Linked DNA regions of Mus musculus: all the other regions are linked to region 1. The links are chromatin contacts, called in public HiChIP or PLAC-seq, capture Hi-C and promoter capture Hi-C maps. All regions are on one chromosome and are shown on one strand. The core of a region is the stretch at or near the end of the contact, and the rest is flanking DNA. Distances in the headings are between cores, read along the strand shown.

The links. Promoter capture Hi-C pulls out the DNA fragments that hold promoters and counts their contacts. HiChIP or PLAC-seq counts read pairs in DNA pulled down with a chosen protein or histone mark. Capture Hi-C pulls out chosen DNA fragments and counts their contacts.
Region 2: a contact with region 1 is called in an H3K27ac HiChIP or PLAC-seq map of extraembryonic endoderm stem cells, with 7 times the contacts expected there. The contact joins the promoter of Arf1 here to the promoter of Zfp692 in region 1. A contact is called at or near these places in 7 of 39 promoter capture datasets (the C10 cell line, embryonic stem cells, hippocampal neurons and 3 more) and 5 of 115 datasets of contacts at active chromatin or transcription factors (embryonic forebrain, embryonic hindbrain, extraembryonic endoderm stem cells and 2 more).
Region 3: a contact with region 1 is called in a promoter capture Hi-C map of neutrophils, with 4 times the contacts expected there. The contact joins the promoter of 2310033P09Rik here to the promoter of Zfp692 in region 1. A contact is called at or near these places in 6 of 39 promoter capture datasets (cranial neural crest, embryonic stem cells, hippocampal neurons and 3 more), 4 of 484 Hi-C or Micro-C datasets (CD4 T cells, cortical neurons, embryonic stem cells and 1 more), 6 of 115 datasets of contacts at active chromatin or transcription factors (astrocytes, embryonic stem cells, forebrain and 3 more) and 1 of 9 other capture datasets (adipose tissue).
Region 4: a contact with region 1 is called in a promoter capture Hi-C map of embryonic stem cells, with 2.6 times the contacts expected there. The contact joins the promoter of Guk1 here to the promoter of Zfp692 in region 1. A contact is called at or near these places in 4 of 39 promoter capture datasets (cranial neural crest, embryonic stem cells, frontonasal cranial neural crest and 1 more), 4 of 484 Hi-C or Micro-C datasets (the N1E-115 cell line, cortical neurons and embryonic stem cells) and 6 of 115 datasets of contacts at active chromatin or transcription factors (astrocytes, embryonic forebrain, embryonic stem cells and 2 more).
Region 5: a contact with region 1 is called in a capture Hi-C map of macrophages, with 10 times the contacts expected there. The contact joins the promoter of Fam114a2 here to the promoter of Zfp692 in region 1. A contact is called at or near these places in 5 of 39 promoter capture datasets (the C10 cell line, cranial neural crest, liver and 2 more), 2 of 484 Hi-C or Micro-C datasets (LSK cells and bone marrow-derived macrophages), 5 of 115 datasets of contacts at active chromatin or transcription factors (astrocytes, bone marrow-derived macrophages, extraembryonic endoderm stem cells and 2 more) and 3 of 9 other capture datasets (adipose tissue, liver and macrophages).
Region 6: a promoter capture Hi-C map of neural stem cells shows a contact between it and region 1. The contact joins the promoter of Trim11 here to the promoter of Zfp692 in region 1. A contact is called at or near these places in 11 of 39 promoter capture datasets (the 3T3-L1 cell line, the C10 cell line, cranial neural crest and 7 more), 13 of 115 datasets of contacts at active chromatin or transcription factors (acute myeloid leukemia, bone marrow-derived macrophages, embryonic hindbrain and 7 more) and 2 of 9 other capture datasets (embryonic stem cells and macrophages).
Region 7: a contact with region 1 is called in a promoter capture Hi-C map of pancreatic islet. The contact joins the promoter of Zfp39 here to the promoter of Zfp692 in region 1. A contact is called at or near these places in 6 of 39 promoter capture datasets (the 3T3-L1 cell line, the C10 cell line, cranial neural crest and 3 more), 1 of 484 Hi-C or Micro-C datasets (B cells), 10 of 115 datasets of contacts at active chromatin or transcription factors (T-cell acute lymphoblastic leukemia, astrocytes, bone marrow-derived macrophages and 5 more) and 2 of 9 other capture datasets (embryonic stem cells and pancreatic islet).

What each region holds. Positions count from the first base shown.
Region 1 is chr11:58,304,970-58,309,234 of GRCm38.p6, forward strand. Zfp692 (zinc finger protein 692) reads left to right here and starts at 2,100. Exons shown (of 12, transcript NM_182996.3): 1 at 2,100-2,287; 2 at 2,543-2,792; 3 at 3,004-3,035; 4 at 3,826-4,089. The coding sequence starts at 2,617.
Region 2 is chr11:59,225,770-59,230,034 of GRCm38.p6, forward strand. It overlaps Arf1 (ADP-ribosylation factor 1), which reads right to left and starts at 2,498. Exons shown (of 5, transcript NM_007476.3): 1 at 2,404-2,498.
Region 3 is chr11:59,206,239-59,210,503 of GRCm38.p6, forward strand. 2310033P09Rik (RIKEN cDNA 2310033P09 gene) reads left to right here and starts at 2,123. Exons shown (of 7, transcript NM_024210.2): 1 at 2,123-2,435; 2 at 2,582-2,627; 3 at 2,731-2,813; 4 at 2,890-2,962; 5 at 3,070-3,155; 6 at 3,735-3,866; 7 at 3,989-4,265. The coding sequence starts at 2,191. The coding sequence ends at 4,106.
Region 4 is chr11:59,190,098-59,194,362 of GRCm38.p6, forward strand. It overlaps Guk1 (guanylate kinase 1), which reads right to left and starts at 1,855. Exons shown (of 8, transcript NM_008193.3): 1 at 1,654-1,855. The coding sequence starts at 1,714.
Region 5 is chr11:57,516,818-57,521,082 of GRCm38.p6, forward strand. Fam114a2 (family with sequence similarity 114, member A2) reads right to left here and starts at 1,827. Exons shown (of 14, transcript NM_026342.3): 1 at 1,756-1,827. It overlaps Mfap3 (microfibrillar-associated protein 3), which reads left to right and starts at 1,848. Exons shown (of 3, transcript NM_180599.1): 1 at 1,848-1,895.
Region 6 is chr11:58,975,684-58,979,948 of GRCm38.p6, forward strand. It overlaps Trim11 (tripartite motif-containing 11), which reads left to right and starts at 2,410. Exons shown (of 6, transcript NM_053168.2): 1 at 2,410-2,961. The coding sequence starts at 2,557.
Region 7 is chr11:58,902,436-58,906,700 of GRCm38.p6, forward strand. Zfp39 (zinc finger protein 39) reads right to left here and starts at 1,790. Exons shown (of 5, transcript NM_011758.2): 1 at 1,680-1,790; 2 at 308-472. The coding sequence starts at 1,682. It overlaps Gm12257 (a long non-coding RNA gene), which reads left to right and starts at 1,911. Exons shown (of 4, transcript XR_879896.2): 1 at 1,911-2,080; 2 at 2,854-3,060; 3 at 3,472-4,220.

The DNA of each region.
Region 1 (4,265 bases), core at 850-3,349:
TGCATCAGCTCCTGCTTTCTGACCTGCTTGAGTTCCAGTCCTGACGAACTTGATGATGAACAGTAATGTGGAAGTGTAAGCTGAATAAACCCTTTCCTCCCCAACTGCTTCTTGGTCATGTTTGTGCAGGAATAGAAACCCTGACTAAGACACACTCTTAACTGTAAACCCATTTTTTTTTCATGAAGATAAGTTTTTTTAAAGTTTAATTTTACTTTAATTCTCATTTCTCTCTTTCTCGTAGCCCTGGCAAACTTGATATGCAGATCAGGCTGGCGTGGAGCTCATAGAGATAGACCCATTTACCTTTGCTGCTGCTGCTTTTTTTTTTTTTTTTTTTTGGTTTTTGGTTTTTTTGAGACAGGGTTTCTCTGTGTAGCCCTGGCTGTCCTGGAACTCACTCTGTAGACCAGGCTGGCCTCGAACTAGGAGATCCACCTGCCTCTGCCTCCCGAGTGCTGGGATTAAAGGCGTGCGCCACCATTGCCCGGCTCTACCTTTGCTTCTTAGGTGCTGGGATTAAAGTGTGTGCCACCACATGTGGTGATCATCTTTAAAAATAAAAATTATTTTGTGCGTACATATCGTGTGTGAGCATCAGTGCCATGCCTCGTGTCTGTGGAGACCAGAGGACAACTTTAGAGGCCATTCTCCCCCTTCCACCCTAATGCTGGGTTCTAGGGATTAAACTGAGGCCCCAGACTTGCTCAGCAAGCATCTTTCTCTGATGAGATGCCTCAACAGTCTATGATGATCATACTGCATGCTGAAACATAGTTTCACCAAACATCCGTGTTCTAACTACTAGAATATGTGAAAGTTGCTTTTTTTTTGTAGCCAACACTTTGCAGTTATAACTGTTTGAGGTGTTGAAATGGGAGGTCCTCTGGATTACCCAAGTGGACTGTGTTTGAAAGAAGAGGAAGGGTTGCACTAGAGCAAGGCTGTGTGGAGTCAGAAGCTTATGTGATATGGCCAGAAGTCCCAGAACGCTGGTCACCACTGGAAGATAAAAAAGGCAAGGAGAAAACTCTCTTAGAGCTCTTGCTTGACCTGTAGCCCTGTTCAGCACTTTGGTGCAGACCTCCAAAACTGTAAGCGAGTAAATTTCTGCTGTTTTGAGTTGTCAAGTTTGTAGTGATTTGCTACAGAAAACAGTCAGTAGTGCAAGTGACTTGGAGTGAGGTTTGAGCCCTAAGGCTGTTCATTGTGGACTCCCTTGTGCCAGGCACTTGTAAATTCTTTATAAACATGAAGTATATTAAGCCATTTAACCATGGAGAGTCAACTGGGCAGTCAAAGGAGTCTGGAATCCCAAAAGGGTAGCCAGAAACATCAATCAATGGGTGATCTAATTACATCACCCCCCCCCCCCCAAGAGCATACCTAAAAGAGAGGCTTGCCAGGGACCTGAGCCTAGTCCATTCCATCTTTTGGTAACAGAAGGATCTAAGAGAGAAGAGGATCCAGCCAAGCGGGAGAAAACCAGGAGCAGACAAAGTCTAGTCTGACAGTGAAGTTGAGAAGAAAGTGAGATGAATGTGTGGCAAGAGGAGAGAGCTAAACTCTTCTCCATTCTGGGGCAGAGAGGCAACAGAATTGGTCACTTCATTTAGCAACATAGAGAGGTGCAGGCCTTTAATCTCAGTACTTCAAAAGTGGAGGCAGGAGTCAAGGCTATCTTGGCTACATGGTGAGTTTGGACACCAGCCTGAATTACATGAGACCTTGTTTCAAGCAAAACAGAAAATAAAAAACTTGTGCCGTTGACAAGTGCCGTTGCAGTCTCTTGATAGAAATAACTCCATCAGAGCCATTTGTAGACGATGTGAAATCAGAGTCTGTACAAAGTGTAGGCAACTTCTCGTGTGGATGGTGGCAGGTTATAGGTTGCAGCTGGAGGGTGGTCTCGCGGTTCAGAAAGGACTCTAGTTGGCTTCAGCTGGCGGATGCTGCAGCTCGCGTTTGCTTGGTGGCAACTGATAGGCAGAGATGCTAATAGAAGGAGCAATGACGACAGAATCCCAGACAGTCGTTCAGGACTAAGGCTAACTACAATTCCCGGCAGGCTTTGCACGGGGCTCCCGGGGCGCAGGCGCAGACAGCTGTCTTCCCGCTGCAAGTCCAGGCCGTAGCCTCCTGACGCCGAGGGGGGACGGTTTCTTCTTAAAAGAGAAACAGCGGCGGCGCGCGCGGTGGGCCCCGGTCCTTCTGTGGCTTTCGGAGTGAGCACGCGGGTCCGGGGAGCGCAGGCGCAGTTTGGGCAAAGGCGGGTTGGGGCGTGCAGGTAAGACCCCACGAGGGTTGGCCCGGTGTCCTAGCATTGCTGGGTGGGCTTCCCCTGCATGGGAGGCAGGGAGAAGGCCAAGGCGCGGCTGCACGCAGACCTGGCCGCCTCCAGACAAGGAGAGCAAGTTTCCAGTCTTTTCCCCCTGCCTGCGACCCCCGTGTTCCAAGTGTCCTCCCTGGCTCTAAGAAGGGGTGGCTGGATCCGAGAGGCGCGAGCGCTGCGGAGGCACTATGGTCTCCCCATTCATTGCAGACGGAGCGAGGGGCTGTGTCTGTCCCGAAAGCCCCGACGACGACAGCACGTTCCTCCCGTAGGCCCGCACGTCTATGGCCTCTCCGGTGGCAGACGCATCCCGCCGCCGGCGGGAGAAGCGCAGGCAGCTGGACGCGCGCCGCAGCAAGTGCCGCATCCGCCTGGGCGGCCACATGGAACAGTGGTGCCTCCTCAAGGAGCGGCTGGGCTTCTCCCTGCACTCGCAGCTCGCCAAGTTCCTGTTGGACCGGTTAGGGGCCGGGAGGGACCAAGGAGGGCACCGAGACACAGCCCCAAGCCGGTTCCTACAGCCTTGGGTTTCTCGTTTGGGCAGGGTGGGCCTGCTCCTCCCCTCCTAGCCCCAGCGAATGGGAGGTCTGTAGGGTTGGCCCTGTAAGTGTGTGAGTGCGGAGACTTGAGGGTGGTTGGCTCTGAGCTGACACCAAGCTCCTCTCTGGCAGGTACACTTCTTCAGGCTGTGTCCTCTGTGCAGGTAGGTAAAAGACGTTAACAGGTAGTGGCGCCTCCTAGAGACTGAATGTCTCAAGAGAAATGGATCAGAAGCTCCTACTGGGTTCGGGAAGAGGACAAGCCCAAAATAAGCCTGCTGCCATGCCTGTGGGAAAGGAGCTTTGCCTTGGGACCTTTGGGTGTGTTTGTCCCGGCTCTAAACCAAACCAAAACAACAAACAACTGTGCATCTAGGTTGAAAACAAAAACAAGATCCCTTCAAACTCTTCAGGGGCTGAAGCAATGGCTGGGTGGTGTGCTGCTCTTGCAGAGGAACCCAAATTCCTTTCCTTCCTAGTGCTCATGGCAGGAGGCTCACTGTGTGGAACTCTAGCTGCAGGGAGATCCAACATCCCTGGCCTCCAGGAGCACCTGCACTCATGTGCACACACCCACAGATATACAAAGCTAATGACAAATAAAATATTTTTAAAAGAATGCTTAAAAAAAGAAAAAACCCAATGTCTGGGCATGGAGAGATGGCTCAGCAGTTAAGAACGTTGACTGTTCTTCCAGAGGTCCTGAGTTCAGTTTCCAGCAACCACATGGTGGCTCACAACCATCTGTAATGGGATCTGATGCTCTCTTCTGGTGTGTCTGAAGATAGCTACAGTGTACTTACATACATAAAATAAATAAATCTTTAAAAAAGATTAGAAAAAAACAAATAAACCGATGTCGTATATGTCCTGAGGTTGCCAGTGGGTTTAGAGGGTTAGGATGGCCTGAGTGGTTTTCTTGGTCCTTGCATGACTGCTTCATCTTACCTCCAGCTCCAGAGCCTGGGCCTCGGAAGGGTCTGCAGTACCTGGTGCTCCTGTCTCACACACACAGCCGGGAATGCGGCCTAGTGCCCGGGCTCCGGGGGCCTGGAGGTGGTGAAGGAGAGCTTGTATGGGAGTGCTCTGCGGGCCACACGTTCTCCTGGGAACCCTCTTTGATTCCTGCACCTTCAGATGTACCTAAGCAGGCCCCTCTCACACACACCACAGAGAGAGCCTGGTGTTCAGAGGCCAGGAGGAAGCAGGAAGCCCAAGGTGAGTGAGGAAGGAAAACACTTTTCAGTCTTCTCTGAATGTGTTAACTATCATTAGGGTCTCGTGTAGCCACGTAGCCTGGCTCTCCCTCCACCTTCCAAGAGCTGGAGTAATGATCTCTTTATGATAGCAAGGAAATATATCCTCACATGCATTGCTAGGTATGGGAAGCAAAA
Region 2 (4,265 bases), core at 1,248-3,747, 920 kb after region 1:
TGCGTGTCAAATCTCAAGTCAAAGAAATTTCCATTTTTCTCTCCTTACCATCTCTGACAATTTCATGAAAAGGTCAAAGAGATTCAAGAAAGACAACAGGGAAGACCAGGAATGACAGAGCAACCTAGAGCAGCACAGCCTTTGTGATTACGAGTAGATTTAAACCTGTATATCAGAGCCAGGAGGTGGTGGCTTATGTCTTTAATCCCAACACCCAGGCAGATTTCTGAGTTCGAGGCTAGCCTGGTCTCCAGAGGGAGTTCCAGGACAGCCAGGGCTATACAGAAAAACCCTGCACATCAATGTAACATTTAATTCTAAGAATCTGAAAAAAAAAATTGACCAAACAATTTCAAAGCATTGTGACAAGCTATTGCATGAACTTGCACAACAAGTTTTTTCTCTTGGTTAGGCTGCCTGACACTGGGTTACCACAGCAACTGCTGGTCTAATTTACCTTTACTTTAAAAAAAAAAAGAAAGAAAGAAAAAGAAAAAGAAAAGGTATTTTGAAGCCTGTCTGGTCCTGGGCAGAGGAAGCAGCCCAGTGGAGCAAAGATTCTGAATATCCGTTCTACAAGGGGCAAGGGGCACAGTGGACGTCCCAGATGCATGACTTACAATCACAGCTGTGTGAGGGCCACAGAACTAGTTACTGCTACTTTCCTTTCAGGATGAGTAGACTGAGTATGAGTCAGCTGTTATTCACACTGCCTTAAACCTTGTATGCAGTGCTAGAGATCCAAACCAAGACTTCACGAAGGCTAGAAAAGCACTCTACCATCTAGCTCCTAAACCTTTTTGAAGTAGCAATTCTGTACATCTGCCTCACAAGCAAGAGAACAGTGTGGTGATCCAGTGACTCAGACCCATTTTCAAATCTAAGGATAAGTGAGAGACATTCCAATAAGGGAAACCTTTATGCCACAGAAGACAATGTAGTTCACACATCTGTGACTGGCCCTTACACCACACAACTCTCTGGAGAAACAGAGAAACCAGGTAGTAACACAGTGCATCAAATCTCATAGTTTAGGCTATTTCTGCTAGTGCTGCTAAAAGTTCAAAAGTGAGGACACTATAGTCACCTATGTCAGGCACTGTGGATACTGGCTAAGACAGAGGAGAGACACGAGGCCAGCACACAAAGCACCATGGCACCTCACTAGTCTTCTGACAGACACGGCAGAAACCACCAGAATCAGCCTGCAGGAAAAACTGCTGACCACTAGTTGTGAAACAAGAACTACAACAGAAGACTCCAACATGGGTTGTGGCATCAACTACTGGGCTCTCCAATGACTTCTGGGACCAAGAGCAGCTGACCCTTCCTTTCCTGACAAAGCAGCCAGTTGCTGTTTGAATGGGAGAATTCCTTCTTGATGTGAACAGAATCCCTAGCATTTTGCATTTGTTCTATGTAGCTAGACCATACAACATATGTAGCTACCTACACTACAAACTGACATGGCACGACCACCCTAAATGGACAGCCAGAATTGTGTACTGGACCTGGTCTCTGTACCTGCGGACTGCTCAGAGGCCGGGAACGGGTTATTCCATGGGCAGGTTAAAGATTCTCCAATTCAGAATGGCCTTTCTAATCCACCCAAAAGTGCATAAAGGAGCCGGTCAAGAGGCGAAACAAGGCTCAAACCCCTCCGGGGGCCATCGGCACCCCAATGCAGATCTCACCGACGATATTCGGGGCCCAAATCACGGCTAATTGGGGATCACAGTGGGTATTCTGGTATCCCCCGAGATCCGCAAATGCGCGTGTTAAATCCCAGCACCTGGATCCGCAGTTCGGAGCCCCTGTCCGACACCTGTCCCTTTCCCTTCCCCCTTCCTACAACTTCGGTCCTCCAGGCCGACAGGAACCGGACTCGAGAGACAGAAGAGGAAGACCTCGCCACCCGAGTGACCTTGACGTCGTCTCGGGGCCACCCGAGCCTCAGTTTCCCCAAGCCCGCGGTTCATGCCGTATCTGAAGCGGCCGGCTAGCCTTTAAGAAGGAAAACCCCGTGACCCCCCGAACCCTGCTCCCCGCTCCCAGGCTCTCGGGCCGTGGAGCCTAGGAGAGGCGCAGAGAGGAACAGCAGGAAACCTGGCTTCCTGGAGAAGAGCCGGCGTCCTGGCCGGACTTCCGGGCTGCGGCCCGCGGCGGGCGGCCAGGCAGGCGTAAGGGCCGCGGAGTGGGGGAGGGCCAAGCGGCCGTGGGCGACGCGGGACTCCGGGGCGTCCCGATCCTCTGTCCGGCCTGCCGCCGAGCTCACTGAGCATAGACCTCAGGCCGCCCGACCGGACTCGGTCCTTAGCAGCCGCAGCTGAGCGCCCCCTTGACTCCCACGATGACCAGCCCGCGGCCTCCCCAGTTTCGGCCTCAGCGCGCCCCGCGTCTCACCTCCGCGGCGGCTGCTCCCAGCCAGGCGTTGGTTTCGCTCCCACAAGATGGCGGCGCTGACGGCAGCCACGTCAGCGCCTGCCGCGGGGCACGCCGGGGGAAGAGGGCGGGCACGCAGAGGGCCCCGCCCCCACACGGATGGCGCTTGCGCGTCTGCACTTTGTAGCCTTCACGGGGCGGAGCCGAGGTCGCTCTGTTTCCGGATCGGGTCCCGGGCTAGCACTCTGGCTCCCGGCACTAGAACGAGCAAGGGTGTGGTGTATGGAGTTCCGTGTCCGCCGGCGCGTGCGCACGCGCGCCTTCCTGCGGAATTCCAGCCCATTCCGCGGATGCGGGGGTTGAGGCCAGTAAGCGTTCTAGAGCGCCAAGGTCAGAGTGGGAAGGTCGTGTCAGCCCTAGGAGGTGTAATGTCCTTCTCACAGTACCCCAGGGTCTCTGATATTCCAGCTGGGCCCTGGAATTGAAGAGAATGATGTGACCGACAGATGGCCAAAGTGGGAAGAGGCGCAGGCCAAATGTCAGACAAGCACCATGTCTCCACACTGGTCTTGGACCTGTGTGCACGCTCAGAGCTGACTGAGAGGACCAGACACCTGCATGGGCATAGCACTGCCTGAGAGGCAGTGATGGGGTGGCCTCCTTCAGGGTGCAGGTGAGGAGGAATCCGTTAACTCTCCCCATCGATGCAGGAATCAGGCCCAGGCTCTGTCCTCCCTATCCAGTTCTTCCACCCCGTGTGCTGTTGGGAGAAGTCCCACAGGTAGGAGATGTTGAGGGCCCTGGGAGATTCTTTTGAGCCTGGAGCCCTATCTATTGAGTTAGCAGGAGACAGTTCTGTTACCAGGGCCTGCTTCAGCCACTGTTGTGTCCAGGCACAGGGTACAGGGCATCCTCACTGTGTTTGGGGGTTGAGACCTCCAGAGCTTTCTCCCCAGAGTTGTGGGTGCTGAGCCTGGCAGGATTCGATGCAATAGTCACCTTCTTGACCCTAACACATCCCTTTCCATCGCTCAGGGCTCCATTTTCAAATGCTGCTTCTGTAAACGTCTATGGGGGTGCTTGCCTGTTCTCTCTCACCCTCAACACACAGCAAGTGTTTATACAAAGCCTTGGGTGTCGCTGCCTGCCACCAACCCTGGAGAAATGGCAGGACATCTCCTGAGACCTGTGATTCCAGCCATGCCAGAAGCCTGTCTTAGCCTCATGGATAAGTCGACAAAGAGATGGGGTGTCCAGAAAACCGCAGGCTAATAGTCAAGAACCAAACTCCCTTTCTGTACCTAAAAAGGCTAAAATTATGAAAAAATGGAGACAGGGTGGTAGTCATTCTGTTTATTGTAATGTGACCACTGTACATTGTAGTCCCGCTCAAAACATCACTCTGTACCCCGTAAATAATTATTTGTGTCAGTTAAAATTTTAAACAGCCTTTGTAGATATTTAATATCCACATGTGTAATGGATGATACATTTGAAGTGGATACCTACCTAGGCAGGCTCTTCCTACCTCCCCAGGTCAGCTGAAGCCACAGTGAAATTTTCATATTGCACATGAACTTTGAATGTTAAATTGTATATTCACTTAAATATATATAATTTTTCAAGATTTACTTATTTTATCTATATATGTGAGTGTCTATAAATATGTATGTATACCATATGGGTGCCTGGTGCCCAAAAAGTCCAGAAGATCCATTGGAACTGGAGCTACTGATGTTTTGAGTTACTATGCAGTTTCTGGGAACCAAACCCAGTTCCTCTACAAGAGCTGCAGTGGACTTGACCACAGAACCATCACTCCATCCCCAAGTGTGTATTAAAAAGGAAGTTGGACAATTGAACTGAAGAAACTCTTCATACTA
Region 3 (4,265 bases), core at 873-3,372, 900 kb after region 1:
TACTATTAGAAACCCCCAAGGTAAACTCCTGGATCACATACACCCTGCACTCATCCTTCTCACCTCCACCCTTAATAGGGCCTTTCCTAAAAGACAACCGGGGGAGAAACACTTCCCTGCCCTTGGGAACCCAGGAGTGTGGCCAGGCAGTGTGTCTTGAACCCCTGGTGTACTCCATTCTGCAGAATAAGTGACTATGTAAACCAAATCTATGAGTAGCTGCCTGAACCTTTGTACTCCTGATGTTGGTATAAAATCCCACTGGCTTCCTCCAGACGAAGGAGCACACAGAATAGCTAACCTCAAAAGCAGGCCTGGGATTATCCAACCCTTCATCGTGTTACTCCATTACTTGACATTCTGGGTGTCACTAGAATAGGTGATTATACAAGGATGCACAGGCCTTAGAACCGTTCTAGACATTTGTCCCGTGACCTCCCAGACCCATAGTCCACCTCCTCCTTAGCGTCACCTAGTATGCATTCTGTGATCTGACCATGCAGCTCGACCTTCCGTGTCCTAAGCATACCTGGCCTGGTTAAAGGTGAAGGCCCAGAAGCTGCTCCCTGGCTTTCTGGAGACCTTTCCTAGGAGACGGCTAGTATGCTCTTCTTTTGCTGTGGCCCACATGACTGACCGATGCTCCCTTATTGTTGCAGATTTTGTTGTTTACTGGAAAAAAACATTTCTAATTGTGTGCCTCAGCCTTAGTACACACCTTTAATCCCAATGAAGGTAAACTTAGTTAGAAAGAAGCACCCATGTTTGAAAGTGATTTCCAGTGACTCAGGGAGATTTGACAGAATAGGATATGCCTATCTCTCATGAGAACAGAGAGGAAAGAAGTGACTTAGGGGAAAGAATAGGAGAGGGCAGTTTACTGGGACCATTGTACAGAGACAGGTTGCAGAGAAAGAACAAACTAGCCAGGTGAAGACAGAACGAGCCAGAAAATGAGCCAGAGATTAGAACATAATACCAAAGGTCGTATGAGGCCAAGCAGAGCAATTCGGGGGAAGCTGGAAGAAGCCAATTTGAATCATTCAGTGTGGAGGAGTCTGAGCCAGAATAGCTGAGTTGACCACCCAGCTAGATAGAGTTCAGAAGAGCATTAAAGGGTGAGCTTATTCAGCAATAGGTCTCAGAGGTTGAAAACATTCTAGGCCAAGATAAGATTGTATGGAGGCTAGAAGCTTCCAGGACAAGGCCTGGGTTAGCAGACAGAGGCGGTAAGCTTCAGAAATGACAATTACATCAGGCAAATAAAGGATACGTTTCCACTTTATTGTGCAGCTCCCCTTGGGACCATCCATTCATCCCGAGTATGATCTTGTTCTGAGGAATCTGTCCCAACTGTGTCCTCTAAAGCCAGGCCATGACCTCAGGGCTCATACCAAGAGCCTCACAAGCTGTGGCAGGTACTCAACGTGTTCAGGATGAAGACATAAAAATGAGGCTGTCTTGGTCTATTTGGGATGCTAGAGAGTTCCAGGATGGGTATTTTTTCAGACTAGGGATGAAACCCAAGACCATCATGTTAAGCAAGTGATCTGTCATTAAGATGTAGCTCAGTTTCTGTTCATTTTGAGGCGCAGCCTCAGTAAATTGCCCAGTAAAGCTTCACCTGCAGAGAACACAGATCGCTCTGGTTTAGGGATGCTTTGGCTTTCATGTCACATACGCATATTCTGTCACCCAGAGCATGGAAGAGTGAATCCATGTTTCTTTGGTGACTTTATCTGTCCCTCTGTTCCGTGAAGGTTTGCCATTATTTAACTTAGTTTCAACAGTGACCCGGGACCTTTGGAGTTAGCATTCTTGGCTTTCCAGAAAGCAAGGGGCCGGCCCCTCCTGGTGTCACTAAGGTTTTGTAGTGTCCCCTTCCACCGAGATTCCTTCACACGAGAGTTATCAGGTGGGATAGCACAGCCGCCTTTTTGAGGAGCTATTGCGCAGGCGCACGTGGCACTAGGATGAAGGATGCGCCAGAGAAGCCCTGAACGCCCTTTAGAAAGAGGATCTTGATTGATAAGGCCCTCGGATACGCAGTGCGCAGGCGCACGGGCACGTTAGCGAGAGCGCAGGCGCGCGCGGGGGCGCGAGAGTGACGTCACGGCGTGCGTCCGGAGTGCTGCGGGAAGTCCGACTAGAGACCGCGGGTACTGAAGGCTGTGCAGTGGCTCCAGCGCCATGTTCGGCTCCAATCGCGGTGGCGTGCGTGGCGGACAAGACCAGTTCAATTGGGAGGACGTGAAGACTGACAAGCAGAGGGAGAACTACTTGGGCAACTCGCTGATGGCGCCAGTAGGCCGCTGGCAGAAGGGCCGCGACCTCACCTGGTACGCGAAGGACCGCGCGCCGTGTACCGGCCCGAGCCGTGAGGAAGAGCTGGCAGCCGTGCGCGAGGCGGAGCGTGAGGCGCTGCTGGCCGCACTGTAAGTGCCTGGTCTGCGGGGCGACCGCAAGCCCCGAGGGCGGGATCTGGGTGGCCCTGGGGCGGGGCTGGATGTGGGCGGGGCACAGGAAAGAAGGGGACCGAGGGGCCAGACCCTTGATGAGCATTCCTGACCTTTGCTCGCAGTGGTTACAAGAACGTGAGGAAACAGCCCACCGGCCTGAGCAAGGAGGTGAGTCTGAGATATGGGTTCGAGGTCCGCGGGGTGGTTGGGGGGGGGTGGGGGGGTCCGTCTGTCTCGGCCTAGAACCTCCTATCTTACCCTGCTTTCGCAGGACTTCGTGGAGATCTGCAAACGGGAAGGAGGAGACCCCGAGGAGAAGGGCGTGGACCGGCTCCTGGGCTTGGGCAGCGCCAGGTTAGGCTAGTTGGGGAGTCCAGGGTAGGCCTGGGCGGTGATTGAGAACTGTCCTCAAATGCTCTGTCCCCTGCAGTGGCTCCGCGGGCCGTGTGGCGCTATCCCGAGAAGACAAAGAGGCTGCCAAACTTGGGCTGTCAGTGTTCACGGTAAACCCTGTCAAGCCCAATGCACAGGATCCTGGGGTTTAGAGGTGTCTGAGATGTGGGGCAGGATTCCCTGGGTGTTCCTCACCACGGCTACTCATGTCATACAGCACCACCGTGTGGACAGCGAAGGCCCAAGCACTGCCCCAACTGCTCCCAGGAAGAAGCCTCGCGCTGAGGACAAGGTCGAACCGGAGTAAGTTGAGTCTGCCTCCCTGTGCATAAAGGGGCAGACTGCCTTAGCTCTCTTAGTTTGACTGAAGTAGGCGGACCTCCATCTCTGGGCTGGAGTCTCAGTAGCTGCCATAGGTGACCCAGCAGGGTGACGCTCAGGACCATGATACTGGCCAGTTTGGTGGGAGGTGCTTGTGGGGTGGGCGGCACACAACTTTCTTTAATCCCAGCATTTGGTAGACAGCAGGCTGATCTCTCAGAGTTCTCACAAGCTGGTACGTGTGTCTGGTTACTTCTACTTTTGTGTCATCTCAACTTTGTACCTAGGTAAAATAGTGAGTTCCAAGCTAGACAAGGCTGCATAATGAGAACTTGTCTCCAAGGAGAGAGGAGGCTCACCAGGTTGGCAGCATTCCAGCACTCATCTTTGTGGCCATGGAGCCTAATAAGCTCATTTATAAATATGAACTCCCGACATGTAGATATTATCAGTGCACAATGGATCCTGTTCTAGTCTGCCTTTCCCTGCTGGGTGAGACTACCCCACAGTCGAGTAGACACGAGTCCTTCAAGCTCGGATCCTTTGTATTGTTTCTTGCAGTGCAGAGAGCCATAAGAAAAGCAAGAAAGAAAAGAAGAAAAAGAAGAAGAAACACAAGAAACACAAAAAGAAGAAAGACAAAGAACATAAGAGGGAGGCTGACAGCTGCTCCTCATCTCCCTCTCCTCCCCGGTAGGCTAGGCCCAACTCTACCTGGGACACTAAGGAAATGGGAGGCAAAGCTAGCCAGGCCTGGTGTGGTGCTTGGCAGGGTGAGGGACCCTTTAAGTGTCTGGTTGTCCTTGTCTTTGTAGGCCCAGACACCAGAGACATTCTGACTTCTCTCCCTGCTCTAAGAGGAAGCGGGAACATAGCCAGGACAGTGGAAGGAATCCATCCCGCAGACGACAAGACAGAAGCTCTGATGACTGAGAATGGCTACACCAAAGGACACCAGAGCCCTGGATGCCAAGTAGCTACCAGCCCACTCCCTACCTGCCCAACTAACTGTCCCTCTGTGGCTGGGATAAGGCAGGTGGCTGCTCCCCAACAGGATCCTGAGCCAAGCTTGCTGGATCTTAGGATCTATCT
Region 4 (4,265 bases), core at 605-3,104, 880 kb after region 1:
GAGCCCTGAGCCCCCAGGACTTAGGCACCTCTTCCAACAGCAGCAGCCAGAGCAGCCAAAGCATTTTCAATCTTATTCCTCTGAGCCAGATGGACCTACCACGGCCTCCCAACAAAGAGGTGGAGGAGCAGCAGCCAACCACGGACAGCCTGCTGCACCTTCCTGGTGCTGCCCATCTTCGTTTGTGTCTCTTCCCAGCAAGGACAAAAAGGAACGGGCTGATTCCTTGGCCAGGAATCATGAGGTAGAGGGAACATAAAGGAAAAAGGGCTCAGAACCCAACGAGGATAAAGGGGAAAGACCCTAGGACACTGCACAGTTTGTCATCTGCTCGATCGTGCAGAAGGGACACCAAGGCTTTACAGGGTCAGGGAAGACTGAACGGTGGAGGAGGATGGGGGACAGGGTAGAGCAAAGGAAACTGAGGCCCAGGACGTGTAGGCAGGGAATGGGTAGGGCAGGGCAGGGAAGACTAGGGACCAGCAGAAGCAGAATCAAGAAAGATAGGGACCGGGGCTGGAGAGATGGCTCAGTGGTTAAGAGCACTGACTGCTCTTCCAGAGGTCCAGAGTTCAAATCCCAACAACCACATGGTGGCTCACAACCATCTGTAATGGGATCTGATGCCCTCTTCTGGTGTGTCTGAAGAAAGAGACAGTGTACTTATAGATAATAAATAAATCTTGAAAGAAAGAAAGAAAGAAAGAAAGAAAGAAAGAAAGAAAGAAAGAAAGAAAGAAAGAAAGAAAGAAAGAAAGAAAGAAAGAAAGGAAGGAAGGAAGACAGACACCATCACATGCAATCAGGGAGGATGGGGACAGGACAGGATGGGACAGGGAAGATTAAGTCCCAACCAGAAGAGTCAGGGATACAAGAAGCCTTGCTCATATGGCTGCCTCCCAAGAGCTCAACCCTACTCTAACTTTCCTTCTTTGTCGCCTGGGCTCTTTCCTCTCACATCCCCTTCTGCCTTTTCTTTTCCAATTACATCATGTTTCCTGGATATTTTGTGTTTGTCAAGACAGACGAGAAAGGGAAACAACTTTAGTAGTCGCTTTCATAACTAGCCTATGACCTCCTGCAAGGTGAACTGAAGGAGCACCCACAGAAACAAACTGCATTCTTCTTTCTCTCCTTGGAGCCTATCAAAGGCTGACCAGTCATTTACTTGCTTTCTCCCTCTCTCCTCAGATACCGCGGAGCTAATGTCACCTGCTCCACCTCCAGGCACCACCAGAACGAACCCCGCCCACTTCCACGTTGGATAAAACGATGCCTGAGAATAATAAGCCCAAAGGCAGATTAATATTTTTTTCTAAAACAAAACAAATCGGGACAAGCCAAATCCTAATAGTCTGCAGGGCCTGCACCATCTGCAGGCACTGAAGTCCAACGCCCGCAATGGCTCAGGAGTAAAGCCATGTGCTTGAGCCTACCCAGGACGCCGGCTGGGTAGGGAACAGAGGAAGAGCGCAGACTAGGCTCATGCTGCACCGATCTGCTGGTGGCTGGGACTCCGCGTGCCCATCCCTGTCGTTCTGGGGTCCCGAGAAACACGTTCACCCGGCATCCCCACAAGATGGAGACGGCACGCAAGGGAAATATGCTGCCACAAGTCCCACTCCGAAGACAACCAGCCACCAGCGCACTCACCGTCCGCGGGGACCCGACCCAGGGCGGCCACCGCCAGCCCGACCAGCGGGCGCCGCAGCATCAGGGACCGCCCGCAGGACTACGTCACAGCGGCGCGCCGGCCCACCGGAACACACCGGAGGGCGGCATGGCTACGCACACCGAGTACGCAAAGCACCAGCGCCGGCCACGTCCCACCTTTGCCCGCTGACATTACGTCTCCCTCGCCGGCCCCACCTACACCACATTAAATCCCGCCTTGTCACGGCCCCCAAGCGACAGCCACACCTCAGCCCAACGGGGGGGGGGGGGGCCGCGATGATGCACAGGCGCACTGCGCGGTTCTCCCCGACGACCACGCCCACTTCTCTTCGTTGTTTCTTCTCCAAACTCCGCCCTTTTCCGTACCCTCCTTTCTTTCCCTAGGCTCAAACCCTACCAATTTACAAAGACCCTGAGAGGAACACATCAGAAGTCAGCTTCGAATCCGTTTAGTTACATTTTCGGGTTAGCCGGTTAACTGTTAAATCATTTCAAGAGGCGGCTAGCACGTGCTATTTATTCTTCCAGAGGACCCAGATTCAGTTCCCAGCACTCAGGTTGGGCAGGCGCATCACCTGCACTCATGTACTCTTACCCAAACACATAGACACATACACCTAATTTTAAGTCTTTTAGTTTTTTAGATAGGGTCTTACTATGTAGTCTTGACTGTCTGGAAACTCCCAGAGAGCCATCTACCTCTACCTCCCAAATGCCGGTAATAAAAAGATGTATACCAAGGGAAGCAGAGGCAGATGGATCTTTGAGTTCAAGGCCAGCCTTGTCTACAGTGCAAGTTCCAGGACAGCCAGGGTACACAGAAAAACCCCATCTCAAACAAAAGTATGTACTATTGTGGCTCCCCAAAGTATTTTTTAAATAAGTTACTTCAAGAAACTGGAAGGCAGGGGCTGGTGAGATGGTTCAGTGGGTAAGAGCACCGGACTGCTCTTCCGAAGGTCAGGAGTTCAAATCCCAGCAACCACATGGTGGCTCACAACCATCCGTATCGAGATCTGACTCCCTCTTCTGGAGTGTCTGAGGACAGCTACAGTGTACTTACAATAAATAAATAAATAAATAAATAAATAAATAAATAAATAAATAAATAAATAAATAAACAAACAAACAAATAAATCTTAAACAAAAAAGAAAAAAGAAAGAAAGAAACGGGAAGGCAAAGATCTCAGAGAATGCTGAAGTTGTCTTTAATTCAGGAGATAAAAGAAAAATAAGCCCAATGTGGTGGCACACACCTTTAATGTCAGCACTTGGAAGTAGAGGTAGGCCGACCTTTAGAACATTCAGGACAGGTTCCATTTACATAGTTAGCTCTAGGCCAATCAAGGTTACATAGGGAGACCCTGTCTTAAATAAAACAAACTTATTAAAGAATTGCAGTAAAGTGGGCAGCACAGTTGAGTTAAGTATCAGTTCTTTCCAAAAGCTTTTTTTGGAGAGAAGTCCTGAGCTTCGAGGTGATCTAGAGGGGCAGTGAAGGAAGTGCACATGAGATTCCTTGGAAAATGTACTGACTTTATAAGAAATATCTTTGCCTAATTTTACTCTTAAAAATATTACACAGGGGGCTGGAGAGATGGCTTAGGGGTTAAGAGCGCCGAGTGCTCTTCCGAAGGTCCTGAGTTCAAATCCCAGCAACTACATGGTGGCTCACAACCATCTGTAATGAGATGATGCCCTCTTCTGGTGCCTCTGAGGAAGCAAGGAAGGGAGGGGAGGGGAGGGAGGGAGGAAGGAGGGAAGGGGAGGGAGGGAGGGAAGGGGAGGGAGGGAATATTCTCTAGGAGGGTGGAATGGATCTGGTCTTGTCCCACCACTATAAGGCTGTGTTGAGACTGTGCCCTGCAGTCTATGGAAGGCTGAACGGAATGGCTAAGACTGCAGAAGTGGTTGTGAAGAGCAGAGCACTCAGGTTCTTTGTTTTTAATTTAATTGGCTTCTCTTAGGCTGAAAGGCAAGAAGAATTTGAAAAGATTTGGAGAGAGAGGGAAAACTCAAGACTGGGCAGGGAAAGAACAGAGTGAGCAGAGGTAAAAGCGCCAAGCGCTGTAGGTCGGGACAATGGTGACCAAGGCTCAACAGCACTTCCCATCGTGTGACTGCTTGCTGCGGGTGGCCCGTCCTCCAGCATGACTTATCACAAGCAGCATGACTCTTTGCCAATGTCCTTTCCAGGTCTCAGGTCCCAAAGACACTCAGGACAAATGGCTGTGGTGCCTGTTAGCATACAGAATGCATGCTAACCACAGGCTGTCTCAGCATGCCAAGTACCTGGTACAGACTCCCTGGCTGGCATCCTGGCTCCCTCTGCTCATCTCACCCCAGCCCCCTACCCTAAACCTCTCTTTCACTTCCCTTCCCCCAGTGTCTCTTTCCTATAAAGACTTTCCATCCTGCCATGCTCTCTTGGTTCTCTGATCTTGTCTCTTGGTCTTCTCTCTTGTCCCCCCCTCCTCTTCCCTCCTCCCTCCTATATAACTGTATTTGGGGGGAGGTTGTTTTGTTTGTTTTTGTTTTTGTTTGAGACAGGGTTTCTCTGTGTAGCCCTGGCTGTCCTGGAACTCACTTTG
Region 5 (4,265 bases), core at 577-3,076, 790 kb before region 1:
TATCTCCAAATTTATAGTATTCTTTTATAGTAATCCAATTAGACCATGCATGCATCTGTGTTTGTAATGTCTACCTTAAATATGCTTAAGATTTTAACGAATGAAAATGCCAATGAGATAAAGAAAAGTTCAGGCTTATGACAGTCAATCTCAGTTGCCAAACTGATATGCCTAGAACCACCAGAGAGTCCTCTGGGCACATCTGTGGAGACTGTCCTGCTGAGGTTAACAGACTCGGGAAGACCCATCTACTGTGGGTGGCACAATGACAAAGGCTGGGATCCTGGAAGGTGTCAAAAGGAGAAGCCAGCTGATGGCAAGCATTCCCTGCTCTCGGCTTCTAGACTGTGGGTGCAAAGTGACCAGTTTCCTACGTGACCTTCCTGCCACTGGACAAGCGAACTGTGACTCAGAATAAGATCGCCTTCCTTGTTTCTGTCTGGGTATCTTATCACAGCAACAGGAAGGTAAACAAACAAAGGGTATGGAGACAGCACAGAAGAAAGGTCAGGGAGCCATGATATAATCCCCTAGAGTCATGTCTCTATTAGGGAAGAAGCAAGGGTGACAGGCTAGAAAGGTAGACCAAGAATATGCTGCCTAGTGTTCTCCCTCCTCTCCTCTTCTTTTTCTGCTGCCATCTTGTCTCTCCCTCCCAATAAAACCTCTTCCACGTGAAAAAAAAAAAAAAAAAAGGTGTTGCCTAGACTCTATGGGTACACGATATGCATATATTAAACTGTCCCAAAAACTCATAGAAAAAAAAAATTCCATACACAAGTACCAATTGCCATGCAAACTAACTCAGAAAAATAGAAAAATAACTCGTTTAACTTATTCATGGCAAGAACCTTTTGCATATGGACCCAGTTCTGGAGACAGAGAAGATATGTAAGGCAATTTCTGCCCCTGTCAGTCCAAAGGCTGATCTAACAAAAAGACACCGACATGCTTGCCCAAAGTTCAGAAGGTGTTCTTGCAGCTGTATAGACACTGTTTTAGAGCTACCTTTTTCTTCTTTCTCCGAGTTACAACATATAATATATAGTCTCTCGATTTGCTCTATGTAAGCAAATAGAACGCACATATTGCATACGTTCATTTAAATTTTATGAAACTAGAACATTCCGATTAGTAAACTCCAGCTGTCCCTATTATTTCACTTGCACAATAGAGATTTTAATAAGCATCGAGGACGTGCCAAGAGTTTAGGCTGAGTCAGGAGACAAGATTCGTGAGTGGTGATGTCCCTCTCCACCGTTCCTATAAGTAAGATTAAACACATACCAGACATACGGAATTGTACTATTTAATGTTTTCCGGGTATGGTTTTTCCTGATTGGAGGAGAACAATCCAGGTGACTGGAGAAGTCAAACAAGGCGCCTCACAGTCGAGACACAAATATGCCCAGAGCACACGCGTGACCATCGCCTTTACCCGGAGGCGGCGTGGCTGGCGTGGCTGACTAGCTGGAAGCCGAGCCTGGGGTCAGCGCTGCCGCCGGTCCGTGCGACAGGGAGCCCCAGCTGCAGGCTGCGGCGACTCCCCAGCTAACGTGGCGGGTCTCTCGTCTCCGCACGTCCGCACGCAGGTCCCACCCCCAGGCCTCAGGTAAACAAGCTCTCCAGCCCTTCGGCCGGCAAGCCCACCAAACATGGCTGGAAGCGTTGCAGCCCCTCAACCCGTGACCCCGAGACCCCCCAGCCTTCGCCGCCCTCACCCGGAAGCCCCACAACCCCGACACCGCCCCTCACCGCGGCCACCGCCGCTCGCTCGCCGATCCGACCCGACCGTCGCGGAAGTACTCCTGACCTCAGCGCGGAGGCGGGGTCGCCGTCGAGGAGTACTTCCGGGTCAAGCATCCTCTAGGGCGGAAGGCGCTGACTGCAGAGAGGTGAGTGAATCCGCTGCTCCGGTGGCTTCCTGAGAGGTAAAGGATGCTTGAAGCTGGACACGGGGGATGCCAGGATGTCCGCCCTCCGTGAAGGCTGGGTGTGGGTGTCGGGGTTCCGCCATGAGGTATTTCCAGAATACTCGAGGGCCAGCGACGATCCGGGACACAAACTGGGAATTCAGGGCGGGCCCTGCTCTCAGCTCACTGCAAAGGTGGTGAGGAAGGGAGACCACCACCATCAAAACAACGGAATCTGAGGGGGTAGTTAAGTGCTTTCGTCCAAGTTTAAATGCGGTGATGGAACGGAACTGAGTGAGGAAGTGAGAAGGGGGAAGCCTGCCTGTAGGGAGGAGGAGTAGAGGTTTTGAATAAATAGTAAAGGGAGACGGGGGGGGGGGGGGGGGGCGGAGAACTTGGGCACTGGGTCTTTGTGAGGTCGGTGACCAGGCGTTTGACTTAAAATTTGGAACTCGATGGGAAGTAATTGATAGTTTCTAAGCAGGAGAGTGATATGCTTTTGATTTGTAATTTTAGATGTGCAGTGCATCGCTTCATTTGTCCCTGGGCAGTTTATCCAAGAAGACATTAAGCAAAATTGTGTTAAAATATGGGGTGGGGGGGGCACCTGAAACCCTAAAGACTTGCTTTCGAGTGTCTCGCTGTTGTGTTGTGTTGGTGTATAGCTAAGTGGGAGTGCGTTTGCCTGTCATGTGCAAGACCCTGGGTTTGATCCTGAGCACAAAAAAAAAAAAAAAAAAAAAAAAAAAAAAAAAGGAACAGATTCCCCTCCTCTGTTCAATCCCTTACATCAGTGTTCAGATGTAACTGCCACTTCCTAAAACCCTTCAAATGTTTGACTTTACTTTCAATAGTAATTCTTTACATTTCCGTATGCTGATATTCTCTACGACCTTACTAAATGCCTGTTCCTTTGAAGATTTGCAAGTTCAAGGCTAGCCTTGGCTACATTGTGAACTCTAGGCCAGCCAGAGCTAAGTAACCACATCCTGTCACAAACAAAAACGTCTGGTCCAACAAATAAACCAGAAAAAAGATTTCTTCTGGTTTTCTTTTGTAAAGGAAAAATGTATAGGAATGTATCTTGGGCCACTAGTAACTGTCTTGTCTTTTACATGTTGCCATTAGTATTATAGTGACAATTCTGAAAAATTTTGGTCTTAGAGTCCATTGCACTTAAACTTACCAAGAATTTTGAAGAGTTTTGTTTAAATAGATTACTACTGCCAGTACATTCCATTTAAGAAATCAAAACTACTCTCAAAAAAAGAAGTAGCTTTAAAATGGTAAGTCACTAAATGATAACTGACATTTCTATAAAGATTATTTTCCAGGTGAAGTACTGGCACAGGTCTGTGATCCCAGCATTTAGCAGATGGAGGTACAGGCAGGAGGGGAGCTCAAGTTTACCTTGGAGTGCAAATTCGAGGCCAGCCTGGACTACATGAGACCTTTCTCAGAAACACAGTTTCTCTAATTTCTCATGGGAAGCTGTTACTGGGGAAAGGAAATGATAAGCAAAAGGAACAACTAGAACCAGAATGTGAGGTTGAAGACAGTTTAGAGACAGTAGAGAGTAAGACACACGTAACTGAAGCTTTGTGTGGGGACTGGAAACATTGTATGATTCTAGGCAAAGAAGGGGATGATAATGGAATCAGCATCCAGATATGGAAACTAAGCGGCCTCGAGCACATCAGAGCAAGTGATAAAGGTGCAACTTAAGACCATACCAAATTACAAACTATTTCAGGCAGTTTGTGCACGTGTGCACTGTTCCTACATATTGAACTCCCAGAGTGTTACAACTGCTATCTGAAGTTTTAAGCTTATCTCCTAAATAGTGAGAAGTCTCCTAATAGATTTTGTTTTTCTTTGAAAGACAGTATTTGGATATATCACAAGCGGTTAGATTGGATTTAAATAAGTGTGGTACCCAGATGGGGTAAAAGGACTGTGATCTAGGCAGATACAGTAGGACCTAACTGGAAAGTATCTTAAAAAGTGTAATAATGACAATAGCATGTATTTGTAATGTACCTACATCCATGCATGCTTCCAGACATTCCAGGATTGTTACCGTTACTAACCCCATTCAGTAGATGTGAAAACAAAGGCTTTTCCAGACTGGGCTTCACTCAGAACAAGGACCAGGTACGTGTAACTCCAGAGCCCATTCTTCTGACCACTAAATTATATAATCCTATAATTTTGGCGTTACAAAACTGGAAGGCTTCAGTGGATTCCCTCTAAGCTGTGTATGGGGTTACCGTGATGGGCTTTATCTACTGAGTTAAAGATACAGTGGCAACTTCCTTAATTTCAGACTACAGAGGAAAGAAAATGAGGTGG
Region 6 (4,265 bases), core at 1,160-3,659, 670 kb after region 1:
AGCCACAGGCTTTGTATGCTGAGTTTGTCCCACCATAACTGAATTTGGGTATTAAACTCTATATCCGCAGGAGTTTTCATCCATTTATAAAGAGGTACAAATCTGGCCCTTTTATGTCCAGTAGCCTTTTTGCACTCAGCATTAGCATTTTTAAAAGCGAAACATTCAATTAAAATCTCTCTAGCAGTTGGATCTGATATTGCTCTATTTGGAGATAGAGTTAACCTTGGTAAAAAGCCAGTGAAAGATTCATCTGGGCCCTGGGTCACCTTTGTAAAAGACTGAACTCCACCCTGTTGTAAGGCTCTGTTGTAGGACGGCATCGTCAGGGTAATCTGGACTCTCAATCCAGAACAGTCCTTCACTTAGTAACTGATGGCCGACACCATCAGCACCTCCATCCTATTTCACTGCCCCACACGGAAGCCTCATCTTTCCACCTCAGCCATTGCAATTGAGGGCCAGGCTTTAAGATGGCTGGCATCAAATCTCTCCATTTGATTGGAATTATATGATTTTTTTGTGTGGCCCAGTTATTACATATGGTGAATGTAAGCCATAGCTCATTACTGCTTCCTTAAGCGTTCTAAAATCCTGTGCTTCTAGAAGTTGCCATTCAAATTCTTGATAACCCTGTGAATTTCTTTCATCTCCTCCCAATTCCTTTATCAAGTCTGGAAAATCATTTTAGGTTTTTTAACAGATGTAGACTGCCCTTTTCAGTCTTGTTCCAAGGTGGTACTGAATGTTTTAGCCTTCTTTCCCCTGTCTATCTCAGTATCTTTCTCAATTCTAATTATAATTTTTTTTCTAATTTTTCTCCTAAGACCCATCTCCATTTTTTATATTTTCTTCTTCTTGTAGCTCTACTATCTTAGTATTTTCATTTTTATTTATAAATCTTTCCAATTTCTCTTCTATGACCTGTCTTCATTTTTCAGATATCTTTCTCGTCGTATCTCTACTACTTTAGAGTTTTCCTAATTTTTATTTATATTTTTTTCTAATTTTTCTTCTAAGGCCTGTAACCTACATCTTCCAGTCTTCTCCTTATCTAAGTTTGCTTTCTTTTGATCTCTCTTTAAAAAGATATAGAAAATTTGTTATCGTTACTGAAAAAAATTATTTATATGCTGATAACTATAGCAAAAATTATACAGACTCTAGATGCCCTGTGCCACTGAGTTCTTTCCATTTTTATCATAGAAGATATTTTCCCTTTAATCTCTATCTCCTTAAAAACTTCGATTTACCAACTTAAACTATATTTGTCTACGATGTTTTATATTTAGTCTCTTTCCTCTTTTATTGTTTTCAAACTTAATACCTTACCGGTTCAGAAGTTTGGGGCTTTTTAGTCCCATAGCCGCTGCGGGAAAATGTTCCTTTTGTTCTTTAGTGCGTCTGCAGGCTCCACAGACCAGCAAGTGTCTACGGTGGCTAACTTCAACCCCTCAGCTCAGTTCAGGAGGCTGCCCCCATTGTTTCCATCTTTCTGCAGGCCCTTCCGACCTGCTGCTCGAGAATGGCTTTAGGTCTTTACCTGCAGCCACCGGCTGAAAGCCAGGCCTATGTGCCCCAGCTCTGGATCGCAAACTGCGCTTGGTTCGTGCAGCTCTGAGAAGCTGCTCGCCTGCGGGCCACGCCAGAGGCTCGTGGCCGGCCGCTGCCTGACTCAGCAGCCGCGGGAGTGCTAGACCCGGGCCGCTGCAGACGCAGGCTGGAGTGCGTTCCGGCTCGCTACCCAGTTGCTTATAGACGGCCGCTCAAGCGCTCAGCCCGCCGCTACGGGAAATCTTACGGGAGAGAAGCCGTGCCTGGCTTTCTAGTTTAGCACTCGCTGTCCACAACTTTTCTAAGTTGCTGGCCCCAGCAACGTCAGATACACTCGCGGCAGAAGTTGTGGCCGCAGACGGTCACCACCATAAGCTTTGACTGTTTCCTGATTCGTGCATAATCATCCCGTTATTCTAAGTTCTGCCACACGTGGCTGGTTACCTGGTTCTCAGTTTTTGCTGCTATCTCCATCAGCGTTCTGGGGCCAAACTTGCGTCGGTGTCGATCCCGGCATCCACCCCGGCCCCTCTCTTTTCCAGGCATCACACCTTCTAATTTCCTGCCTAAGCTCACTGGCCATTGTATTGACCGGAGAAAGGTTTACACAGTGCACAAGAGATTAGCTACAGAACCCATGGCCAAAGTTTGCAGCATCCGGATCTTGGGGTGCGGGGACACCACCTGCGGAGACTTGTCACCGCAAGAGAGGCGAAAATGCGATCTCTTGCACTATAATTCGATTCCGACCCCGAGCCCCGATACACAGCGGCCAACCCAAGAACAAACGGGTTCTAAAAAATAATAAAAACTAGCTTCCTGCTTCCGCTGTGGTTTCTCTTCCGGCGGAAGTCTGAGAGCTTAGTGCCGGATGTACCCACTACCCAGGAGGCTGAGAGTGCCGCTACCTGCTCCTGGCCCGTTCCCACTGCGCTCTCGCGGCGGAGTTGCCCGATCCCGGTGCACCACGAAAAGCTCGATCCAGGCGCAGACGCCAGCACCATGGCTGCCCCAGACTTGTCCACCAACCTCCAGGAGGAGGCCACCTGCGCCATCTGCCTGGATTACTTCACCGACCCGGTGATGACCGACTGCGGCCACAACTTCTGCCGCGAGTGCATCCGACGTTGCTGGGGCCAGCCCGAGGGCCCATACGCGTGCCCCGAGTGTCGCGAGCTGTCGGCGCAGAGGAACCTACGGCCCAACCGCCCGCTCGCCAAAATGGCAGAAATGGCACGACGCCTGCACCCGCCTTCTCCGGTCCCGCAGGGCGTCTGTGCGGCGCACCGCGAGCCGCTGACCACCTTCTGCGGCGACGACCTCAGCCTGCTGTGCCCCATCTGCGAGCGTTCGGAGCACTGGACTCACCGGGTGAGACCGCTGCAGGAGGCGGCGGACGACCTCAAGGTGCGTTCCATTGGGTGCAGCCGGCCAGTGCCCGGTGCGAAGGGATGTCCCGTTACTGCCCTGCCCTGAGTTGAGGAAGTGTGAGTTACAGTTAACTTGATCCTGTGACGGGGTCGGGATTGTAGCCTGTCTTATTCCAGGATGAGATGCACGTGCATTCTGGGGAAAACCGGGTGTTGGTAGTCAGTCCAGACTCAGCTTGGAGAGCTTGTGAAGGGGCCCGCTGTCAGATCAACAGTTTGGCCTGTGTCAGAGTTGATACTCTGCCAGTGTGTCCCCATCACTGCATGAACTTGGGTGACCAGAATAAACCAGGCACCAAGTCTCCTTTACTTTGGACTTTAGCACAAAGGTGAACTTATAAACTTATAAACTTAAAAAGCTTATAAACAGAGATCGTCCCAGTAATTTTTCATTTCGTTTCGTCCATACCCGGTTTACCGATGATTGGTTGGCAGGTTTACCCCCCTGCCACCAAACCCCTTAATGGTGCTGAAAGAGACCCACATCTCTCCACGAATGACATGATAAGCCCTGAAGGGACAACACTAAAGCTGCTCTATTGCCAAAAAAGAAAACCTTTGTCCTCTGTCCTGTTAAGTTCACTGTCTGAACAACAGACAAGACAGATCAGCTTAAGTAACACTAAGTTTCTCTTGCATAGGGGTTCACACAAGAAAAGAGAAAGAAAAGCTCAGAGAAGCAGTTACCCTTAGGCCTTTTATCCCAAAAGGTGTGGAGTTACCAGAAAGAGACCTTGTGAAATAGGAAATGATTGTGAAATAGGAGGCTGATGGCAGAGAGGGTGTCTCCCTCCTGCAGAATGGATGCTCTGTCTTGCGTACGCTTAGGTATCTGTGGCTGTTCAGCACAGGAGCAGGTTTGGGTGTGGGGGACACAGCCTGCTTTCTGGTAACGCCAGGAAATGGGCAGATAGCTCTTCCCTGTGACCAGTGGGCCTGCAGTGAGCCATCCCTCCACTCACTAGAGTTTGGGAGGGGTTCTTTAGGCCATGCTGGCCTACGTGGTCCTGGTGACAAGTTCACTCTTTGGCTCTGGGGCCATGAGTGAGTAGTATCCAGAAGAGAACCAAAGAGACGGAGGAGGGATTACATCGGCAGGAACCAGGAGCTGAGGGGAGAGCAAGCCCAGGCCTATCCCAGGGCCTCCTGGGCTCCACTCCACTCTCACCACACCCAGGGTAGGAAGTCTGGGTCATTACCTAACCAGTGGTAGGGTTGCATGTGGCCAGAGCTCGAGGCCTTTGCCAAAGTGTGTGCAGGCTGCTGTTGCTTCACAGCTGT
Region 7 (4,265 bases), core at 540-3,039, 600 kb after region 1:
AATGTTGTATCTCTCCATCACATACAGAGGTCTAAGGACAAATTGTGGGACCTGGTTCTTTCCTCTCACCATAAGGGTCCTGGAGATCTAACTCAGGTCGTCAGGACTGAGTCCTTTACCCACTGATCCATCTGGACGGCACTCTTGTGGATTTTCAATTGTTGATTGCTATGGTGTGTTACACTAAATCATGTTTAAATAAAGAGTACATTGCATACTTATAATTTCATACCACTGTTTCTAGATAAGGCAAGGGAATAAGGAAGATAACACGCACATACATGACCTTCTCTAGTTCCCCATTTACCTTTACTGGTGCCTTGTGTTTTCTTGCTCTATTCCGCTGGGTCCGTCTCCAGTAACTGTAGGTGACTGGCCTCTTCTTGTAGCTTCTCTTACGCTTTCTAGTTTCAAGACATCGACTGGGGAGTTGACTCAAGGAGTTCTCCACACTGTCAGGCTGCAAGTTCCTCTATAAAGCAATGTTGGAGATGCCATGTGAGTGACTTAGAGCCACCTCTGTGCCGGACACACTGCAACCACACATGAACTAAAGCAAAATTCAAAGGAACAACACCCCACTCTCGTCTCCAGCAAAGGAGTCACTGTCATCTTGTGCTCTTGGCAAATGCAGTGCCCCCAGTACACAATTCAAACTTTCTGCTGTCATAAAAGTAAATGCTGGAAAATGCTTCAAAACAATTGTTAGACAATATCACAACACACCAAGTACTGACACAAGCTTTGCTATACCATTTACAGTATTTATAAAAACTTAAGTTTCTTCCTTCCACATGACATAGTATTAGAAAGACACTTCCAAGAGTATCAACTTGAAACTTATAGATTCCGTGGTATATAATGTAAATTATAGCTACAGACCAGTCAAAGAGGCAGGAATTCTGACTTGTTCTACTAACTGTTTTGAGTTCTATTTGAGATTTTACGATGTTAGGGGAAATGGGGATTTTAAATGGAGTTTGAAATTTTTCTGTGCCCCATTGTAAAGAAGGGCACAGATTCTTTTGATACCCACAGCCACACTTAGGACTAACTTCCTACAACTCTGCCCCACCAGTAATGCAGGGGTTAATCTACTCATGAGGCCAGAGTCATTGGAATGTCACCTTTGGAACGGCCCTCACACAGCCAAGAGTGTGTTTTTAATGTAGGCAGCAGTCAATCCCATCGAGCTGACAGTTGGTTACCAAGTACATACACTTCACAAATAGGTGTCTCCAGAGCCATAGGGAGCAGATACATCATTACGGCAAAGGACGTGAATCCAGTGTGGAAGAGAGAGACGCTGCACGTGCTCTCTCACTACACTCTCCACACAAGCCAGTACAGTAAGAGCCTTGCTGATAATGCGGAGGCCAGGAGATGCCCCAGCCCAGGCTCACGCCACACCTCAGGCTGCTCCAGCATCCAGGGCTGTCACTGCTTGACAGTGAGACACCGGACACAGCAGCTGTGGCACCGGAGTCTGGACCAAGAGAAGAGTGCGGCTGAGGACAAGTGTCCCTGCAGAGTCAGGGAGTGTGGCGGCTCAGCCACGTCAAGACCTAGGGAGACAGCCTGTGGGCTCAGCCCTGCATAGGCCTCGCAGAGCCGAACCGCCTGCACAGGGCAAAGCGGAGGAAACCGGAACCCTGCCGGTTCCTGCGGGCAGCACTCACCATGGCGCCCCCGTCCGCCTCCGGCAGCTGACTGGCCTGAGGCACCCGGACACCCCAGCTCAACTGACCGATCAAATGTAAAGATGGCGCGAGACAAAGCCCCCGCGAACTAGCGAACCCGCCAAGGCCCGCCCCTGTGCCCGGGCTGCGCTCCTGATTGGACCGCCCCTCAGTCCCCGCCCCATCATCGTGCCTTGATTGGCCACAGATAGCACCAATCGATGACTTGAGAAAGGCAGACTACCCCAAAAAGTGGCTGCTGCGAAATATTTTCAGTTTTGTTTTGTATTTTGTTTTTCAAGACAAACCCACGCTGGCCTCGAACTCATGGCAGTCCCTCTGCCTGGGCTCCAAAGCGCTGAGATTACATGAGTTGACCGCTATGCTCCCCTTGTCCGAAGGTAAAGCTCACTCCAGGTGGATGACGAGATTAGCATTTAGTTCATTATGTGAATTATGTCATGTGAATTATGAACTGTACATAGGAATATATTATTCACAAATGTAAAGAAAACGATGACAATTATTTTTAAATTTCAAATAACGTTTTCTTGTGTATGTATGTGTGTGTGTGTGTGTGTGTGTGTGTGTGTGTGTTTTGTCTTTGATCTTTGGCCCCAGAACTTTTGAATAGAGAAGCTGACAGAAATCAAATAGAAACTATCTGTTAACGAGAATGTCAAGTACAAATAAAATGTGACACACATTGTCATTTAAATTTTCCTGGAATTCACATTGAAAAATTAATCTGACTGTATTAATAGGAAATATAAGCCCCTCAAAGAGCACCCAGTGGCCAGGCCCTGCCCCTGAGGCCCTCCAACCACTAGGCTCCACCTACAAAACGTTCTATAGGCCAAAACTGCAGGTTAAGCTCCGCCCCATAAGAAAAAAAAAAAAAACCCTTAAGCTCAGAACTTCAAATCTCACCAACCCCTGAGCTTGCCCCAAGATCCGGACTTCAAATCCCACCAATCCTCATCCTGGAAAGCTCTGTGCCCGCCCCCTTCCCCAAGAAACCCCTTAAAAAGTCCACCTCCAGCTCCGTTGCTCCTTGCTACTTCTTTCCAGAGCAGAGGCAGCTACCTACTTGTGTTTTGTCCGAATAAATCTCTTGTTGTGAGGTTTGTTGTGTGGTGTGACTTTGTGCTGTTCTTTGGCTCCCATCTGCCAGGACACTTTTCCCCTCGGAACTGTAACATTTATGGTGTCCTGACCTGAAGAGGCTCCTCCTCCTGTCTGTGCACCCCCTTGGGGTCTGAGCCATATTGGGACCCATCCTTCACCTCCAGTCCATCTGCAGCAGACTGGCGTTCTGACTCACGGATAGCTCAGCGCCTCCCCTCTCAGCCCCCCAGGCCCCATCCACCAGCGGCATTAGGTAAATTTCCCATTCGGTCAGTTCAAACACTTCCCTGAGTCTGCGGAAGTGGCTATTGAGTTATTTGGCGCCCCTCTGGTACTCTTGGAGGCAGAGGTACCCCCCCACACCCCCAGCCACGGTCTTTGAGGCTACGGCTGGCTCTCTTCACCTGCCCCCTCCTCCTGAGAGCTACAATCTTGCAGTGTTTAGGCCCACAGGAGCTATTGGGCCCCTTCCTGTCTTCTTTCCCTACCTTTCCTTCAGAGCTGATCATAAATACACAGCCCCTCTAGGGCCTCGTAGCTTTTGTGACCCTGCTTCTGATTCTTCCCTGTGGATGAGACAACTCCCCTCCCCTCCCTCTAGAGTTTAGTTCTCATCCTCACCTTTGGGCTGCTACAACAGCCCTGGTACTAAGTCTCTCCTCAGGTTTCGCCAGGCTAAGCCCCTGGCCCCTGTTGGATGTGCTGACAACCCACTTAACGACTTGGTCCTCCTGGCTTGTGTCTTCCTCTGGTCCTCCCTGAATCCTGGGGATGCTTGTGACTACAGACTACGGTGACATTTTTCCTTCCTACCCCCTCTCTTATCCATGGGAGCAGTATCGTTCGTACCCTCTCATTCCCCCTCAGCACCCGAACTGAAAAGCCCTAAACTTGTGCACCTTTGCAGTAAAACTTGACCTCGATACCCTATCTATAATCTATCAAAATGGTCACCTGATAGCACCCCAGATGCCGATATTATTCGATATCCACAACTGCTGTGAGCAATCAAGGAAATAGAGAGAGAGATTCTCTCTGTCCAAGATTTCTCTCGCCTCCACTCCAAGCCTTCTCTCTGTTCTTCCGGTTCCCCAACTCAGCTCCTTCTAGCTATGAAGTCTGGACAAGATGATGCCTTAACTACTTTTGATGCAGCTAATGTGCCTGCCCGCAATCAGTCTCTACCCACAGCTCCCTCTCCTTCATCCCTTTCGGTTTCCCTTTCTCCTCTCCCAGTGACAGGTCATTTGGGGCAGTGGGCTGCTCACAGACAGCCTGGTCTCCAAAGGTCTGGAACCCAGGAACCCTATGGGTGGTGATTTCTACCTACATGGGACAGAAGATGTTCGATCATGTCTCCTGCGCCCCTGGCTCCCGTAGAAGTTACCGCCCCAGCAACCCCACTCATGAGAGGTGTGTGGCCATCAGTCACATAGGAACAGCACCAAGCCTTCCCAC